Linked DNA regions of Capra hircus: region 2 is linked to region 1. The links are chromatin contacts, called in public Hi-C maps. All regions are on one chromosome and are shown on one strand. The core of a region is the stretch at or near the end of the contact, and the rest is flanking DNA. Distances in the headings are between cores, read along the strand shown. Region 1 has its middle 18 kb from the start of POLL. Region 2 has its middle 16 kb from the start of LBX1.

What was found. Hi-C and Micro-C count contacts between places; a contact is called where the count stands out from the background.
Region 2: a Hi-C map of blood shows a contact between it and region 1, with 3 times the contacts expected there. The contact joins two enhancer-like sites. A contact is called at or near these places in 3 of 5 Hi-C or Micro-C datasets (all in blood).

Annotation. Positions count from the first base shown.
Region 1 is chr26:29,347,323-29,350,416 of ARS1.2, reverse strand. No RefSeq gene overlaps it. Among named protein-coding and RNA genes, the nearest start is that of POLL, 18 kb to the right of the region's middle. Within about 2 kb of position 1,421, at least 3 of the 5 cell types and tissues checked have an H3K27ac peak or open chromatin away from gene starts, as enhancers often do.
Region 2 is chr26:29,662,981-29,666,074 of ARS1.2, reverse strand. No RefSeq gene overlaps it. Among named protein-coding and RNA genes, the nearest start is that of LBX1, 16 kb to the right of the region's middle. Within about 2 kb of position 1,549, at least 2 of the 5 cell types and tissues checked have an H3K27ac peak or open chromatin away from gene starts, as enhancers often do.

The sequences.
Region 1 (3,094 bases), core at 172-2,671:
AGCCAGATAATCTGAATTCAAGTTTCAGCTCCTCCCTTGGCTGACTGCTCCTCTCTCTGAGCTTTAACTCTTCATCCACAAAATGGGACTATAAAGTGAAAAAGCGCTTAGGCCAGCACCTTGATGCTGACAGGTAATTAAGGGAGATACATTCAGTGAGGCCAGGTATTGAGAGAGCTGCTTCCTTCCCCCCAACTCTGGTCCCCTGTAGTGCTGAAAATGGACTGGGGATCCAGAGGATGACCCAGGTGACCTTGAACAGGGAGAGGGGAATTGGCAGACTGCAAGGAGAATGTTTTGGTCTCCTCTCAATAAGAACCAGATGATGGAGATGCTGAGACTCAGGCTCTGCCTCCCACAACCCACCTTCCTATATGCAAGGCCTCAGACCCCATCAAGAGTCTCTAGGAAAACCCTCCCAGTGAGGGGCCTGAATGAGAGGCCCAGGGATTTAGCGAGAGGATGCCGGGAGGAAAGAGATGGACCGGCTAATGGGCCTCTTTCCTCCTCCCTCACCAGTTCACTTTTTCTGTAGCGTTATTGACCCCTCATTAGTTATCCACCCAAGGTCGCTGGGCCTGGCCCAGCTATAAATCATGGAGGCTGGAGGGCGGCAACTGGCAGAGCGATGGTTCTGGGACGCAGCGGAGAGCTCAGGCCTCATCACAGCCCAGAGCAGGCGCAGCTAGCCCCAGTCTCGGGAGAGCTTCCGCTAAGAGGGCTAAGCCCCTCTTCGTACCCACCCACCGACCCACGCCCTACTCCTCCCCTTCCTCCTCCCCTTCCTCTTCCTCCATCCTTCCCTTCCATTTGCTTTTACAGTGTCACTTCTTCCATCACTCACTCCTCTCCTCTCCCATCTTTTTCTACTTCCCCCCAAGCTCTAGATTCAAGGTTGGCGAGGTCAGGGTAATCAATGAGGGGACGGGGCGGGGACGGGGCGGGGACGGGCGGGGACGGGGCGGGGGCGGGGGCGGGGGCATACTAATTCCCTTTCACGGGATCACCCCACCTGGTGCCCCAGTTTAGAGCTTCCGGGAGCAAGGACAGAACTCACGCAGGGGGAAACTGAGGCACAGAATTTCGACCTGAGGTGTCTGAGGAAGGGGGTCCCACCAGGTTCAGCATCAAGGTCACCAGTCCTGAATATACAGACCCTACTCCCTTGCCCGGTAATGGGGAAGGTCTACCCACCCACGGAGGGGCGCGCTAGGCCACATCCCCATCGGGCACCTCTGCCTGAGGAGCGAAAGGCCGCGCAGTCCGGACACTTCCAGCCCCAGCTCCCACCCGGGGGAGTCGGAGAGAAGCCCCTGGGCGGTTCCTCCAGGGCACCTGCCGCCTTGTCTACCACACCCCCATCACAGGCCTTCGCACACGCCGGGCCTCTTGACCGGTCCTCGCGCGCCCTCTGCTGGCGCCTTCCGGGAAGCGCGCCTGTCGGCCTCTATACCCGCTCCCTCCTCAGCCCAACACACCTGGCGGCGGTGCGGGCCCTACCCTGTCCAAACCCCGCCCCCGGCCAGATACCCGTTGGCGGTGACGCCGCCGCCCACTAGGAGGCCCGCTGGAGCACTCCTCTATCCCGCCATCCTCTGCTTCAGAGCAGCCGCTGCCGGTCCAGATCCCAGGGAGGCCTGTTTGTCAGATCCAGAGGAGTGGAGGGAGTGAGGGCCACCAGCAGGCTAGAACTTGAAGCTTGGAGCGGAGAGAGCGTTTCTCTTGCTGTGGAGCCAGGCTCTGGAGGGGCATCTGAAGTCTGAGTCTATACCTCACGGGGCAACAGGTGGGGCTCCTTCAGGGCATTTCTCTGGAGCCCTCCTCCACTTGGCCCTGCAACTTCCAAAGGTACTTCGGTGCGGGAGCGCGGGGGAGGCCCTCAAAGTCGGGGGACCTTAGTTCGCAGAAGCTCTGAGGTGGGGCCTGCAGTCCTTGGCCCCAGAGGTGGGAATCCGGGACTGTTTCCTGGCACAGAGTGGAACAGTAGAGGGCGTGACCTCTGGGTCCCTCTCTCGTGGAGCCAGGGCCTAAGGATCCTGGGCTTTCTCCCCATTAGGCAGCTTCAAGGAAGAGGGGCAGGCCAGGGGGTGATACTTTCCAATGGGGTGTCTGGTCTGGCAGGTAGGGAGGCCCTTGCCACAGTGGCCCCAAAGTTCTCCAGGAGAGCAGAGCCCATGGTCATGGTGAAGAGAGAGAATTCCACAGAGGAAGCCTGGAGCTGAGAGGAGGAGATTCTCAAGCCAGGCTGGGCCCCTGTCAAGCCCTGCCTACAGTCATGTGGGAATAAGTCACCACTGTGTGGAACTATGAGGGAGGGGTCCGGTGTGTGGGGGGTGTAGGGGATAGACCGGGCATGTAGGGATAGACATGAGCTATAGAGCCAGGACCCTCACCCTCCAGCAGGGCTGGAGTTTAAGAGTCAGGGTCTCCATACTACTAAGTCCCTAAGGGAGGTGGGATGTTGCGGGGTAGGGGTCCCATCTCAGGACAATTGGGCCTTTGCTGATTCAAAACTCCAGTTCTCAGGGCTTTCCTAGTGGTCACGTGGCTCGGACTCCATGTTCCCAGTGCAGGGGGCCCTGGGTTCAATCCTTGGTCAGAGAACTAGATTCCGCATGCTGCAACTAAGAATTCGTATGCTGCAACTAAGGATTCCTCATGCTGCAATTATTAATAAAAGATCCTGCAAACTAAAGATTCTGTGTGCGGCAACTAAGACCCGACACAGCCAAATAAATAGATATCTTTTAAAAAGTCAAAAACTCCAGTTCTTAGGGCTAGGGAGTATCCTTCAATATCAGCATCAGGAACCTCCACAGACTCTGAAAAGCTCAGGACTCTCTCCTTGGGTATGTGGGAGACGGAGGGAGAGAAGTTAACAGACAGTCCCGTTAGATCTGGACTAGAACTTTTCCCAGAGTGGGAGCCAGGAAAACCAGCTGGGCTTCCTGGGTGACAGAGATCTGAGACAAAACCCAGCTATTCTCAGTGCTGTGTGACTTAGCACAAGTGAATGAATCTCTCTGGGCCTCTCTTTCCTAATCTGCCAAATGGAAATAATACAAGTACCAACAGGGCTATTGGGAAGGTTATA
Region 2 (3,094 bases), core at 300-2,799, 320 kb before region 1:
GAGTAACTGGAAATTCCCAATATTTGTGGTTTACTTTGATCTGTGTCCGGGTGAGCAGGAGGGAGCCTGGATCAGAGGTCTGGGAGACCTATACAGAATCACAGAACATCACCCGAAGTGAGAGGTTGTCACCAGACTTCATTTGGGAGGGACTTCAAAGCCCTCTACCCCTCCTTCTGTCACACACATCCATTGCTCCCTCTCTTCTCTAAGGACAGGGCCAAATTCAAGGGCAAAGACCTACGGTAACCTTTACAGACTGCCTCATCCCACAGCTGACCAGGGTTCCTGCCCTCTCTGACCTTGCTTCTCCTAATAGTCCAGGCCTGGAGAATGTCTTGCAAGGGGTGGGAGTGGATCTGAGAATTGGGGCTCTGGTGAGTGTGGCTGTCCCAAGGTCAGGTGTTCGGTGTCAACAGGAGATGGTGGCCGCCTAGGTGAGCAAGAGGAAGTACTTGGTAAATGCAGAAATCAGTGTGTGTCAACCATGAGAGGGCCGTCTTGGGGGTTCTCTGTCGGGGAATAACTGGTGGTCACCTGAAAATCCTGGAGTCTTGGCTCTTCTAGAAGTGCCAGACACACAGTCATCACTTCTCACCACTTTTTAGATAGCTCTGAGTGGACTGACCTGCTGGTACTCATCCTTCCCCTGACTTTCTATCTGGAGATTACTACCCATGAAACACACCCTGTTCTGACAGGCTTGACAATCATAGTATAGAGGAAGAAATTTATAACTTGCCAGACACTGTGTCAGTTGGGGGTGTGGGCCAGCAGCAGAAAGAGCACAGAACTAGCAGTAGGGGTGGAACTCTGGAGCAGAGTCATTTCTTCCTTGTGCAAACCCATAAATATCAGAAAAGCCTCTTATGCCCGTTTGGGTAAGGGACCTCCTTTCTGACGGCAGAGGGATGGCTGTGATGTCTGCCCGCAGATCAGATCAGGATCAGAGACACAGATCCTGCCTCTCGCCTTGAGTTTTACAGCCCGTCAGCACGGTAGCCTGCAGCAGTACCGACCTATGGACAGCAGAGGGAGCTCTTGCCTAACCTTTCCCGCGTGGAGGCCGTTGCGAGGGCTTGAATTTCGGGAGCGAGGAGGGTTCTGAATTTGCTTCCGAAGTCCCGGGTGACTGCAGTGGAGCGCCTGGCTGGAGTAGGAACAGGGACAACTAGGCACTCATAATTTCCCCTTAAGGCACTCGCCCAGAAGAAGAAGTAGCCTCTTGAGACGCCCCAAAGTGAAAGTGTGAGTCGCTCGTCGTGTCCGACTCTTTGCGACCCCATGGACTGTATAGCCCGCCAGGCTCCTCTGTTCATGGGATTCGCTAGGCAAGAATACTCGAGTGGATTGCTATTCCCTTCTCCAGGGAATCTTCCCGACCCAGGGATCGAACCAGGGTCTCTGTACTGCAGGCTGTTTATCGTCTGAGCCACAATAAAGCCCAAGGAGGACCGTTTTTACGCTCAACGGCCCCCGTACCCCCGGCGCACCAGCAGAGACACGGGTTTGCGCCTTTCTCAGCCCATGTCCAGCTCCTGAAAGAACGTCCCTGGCATCTGTGGGTTCCAAGGATGTGCCCCTCAGTTGCACCCTTGCTCTTTTCTTGCCGTGGCCCTCTCCTAATGGCGAAGTGCCAAAAAGTGGAGGTGAAGCGTGCTCACGTAAGGGCTTGTGGTGTGAGGGTGAGACTTTGGGGTTCTAGGTGGGGTTGAGGGAAAAGGGGGGGTTGAAGGGTGCGTGCTGCTGTTGCACGTCTCCACAAATGCCACTAGGTGGCACTCCAAGCCCGCGTCTCAGAGAAGCGCAAGCTTTTAGAAGAGCTTGGCTGCAAGTGCTCCGGATTTAGCTTGAAGACTAGGGAGGGCTACAGAAAGGATCCTTCTGAGTCTGAGGGTCCTCCTCATTGCAACAGAAGGATGGACCTGGTATTTGGCGGGGGGGGGGGGGGGGGTGTTGGGGGGGAGGGCGCTGTGAAGCAACTATATTTCCCAGAAGGGCTTGGAAAGGGTGAGGAGAAGGGAGGGAAGGCATGGCACATATTGTGGGGGATAGAGGGTGAATCCCCCAGACTTTCCTCAGGAGCTGGTGAAGGGTCAGAGGATCCTCAGTTATTTTAATATATCTTCAGATTAAAACCTGTAAAACCTCCAGCTTTACAGGTTTTGTTCCGAGGCCACTGGGAGAATTGGGGGTTTTAGAATCTGAATTCGGCCTGGAAACTTAAAAAAAAAAAAAAAAAAAGCCCGATTCTGTCCATTTGTCTGCTTTTCTCCCAGGATTTGTGGGTCTGTTTATCACCTTCTGCCCTGGGCCTTCCATACTCCATCCTGTGCAACCAGAAGCCACGGAGAGAAATCTCCAGATCTTTGGCCTCTTTCTTTGCTCTTCCTTCAGAACCCTCAACGTCGTCTACTCCCTCTAGGAAATCTGCCCCAAGCTTTGAAGACCTTCTCTCCACAGCCCTCCCCCACCCAGTCCAGGATGAAAGGGGAAGGGGCTCTAACTGCATCTGACTCAGGCACTTCTCTGGGTCAGAGTTGGTCTCTCCAGGACACCCCGGAGTCACTTGCCCCTTCCTCTGCTTGAGGTCTTCCCTGAACTGATCCATCGGGCCCCAGTTTAGCTTCTCTTCAAGACCTGCAAATTACTGAGACACTGATGTCCCAAACTTGAGGGATCCTCCCCATATGCCGAGGCTTGACCCAGAGGTCTCCTTCCTTCCCGGCTCTAGCCCTCCGAGTTCAATCCGCAGCCGCTGTGGAGGGAAAGGAGGACCCCGGAAGAGGCCGAGTGCACAGCAAGCGTTAATCCCATCCTGCCATCTGGGAAATGGAGGTCCGATGAGGGGTGCTAGAAACCTTCATGCGCTGGCAGCTTCGACAAGCGCAGAACGAGGCCTGGCCCAGCGAACTGGGCACTCTTAGGTGAAACTCAGACCCGCTGGCTTCCTCTCCTAAAGGGGCGGGGCGGGGGGTGGCGGGGAGAGGTTGAGTTCTCCTTAAGGGGAGATAGAAACCTAGGTTCAGAAACTGCAGGGAGCCGGGACTGGGACGCGGAGCAGCGATGCTTCTTCCCCTGCGACCCAAGCCTA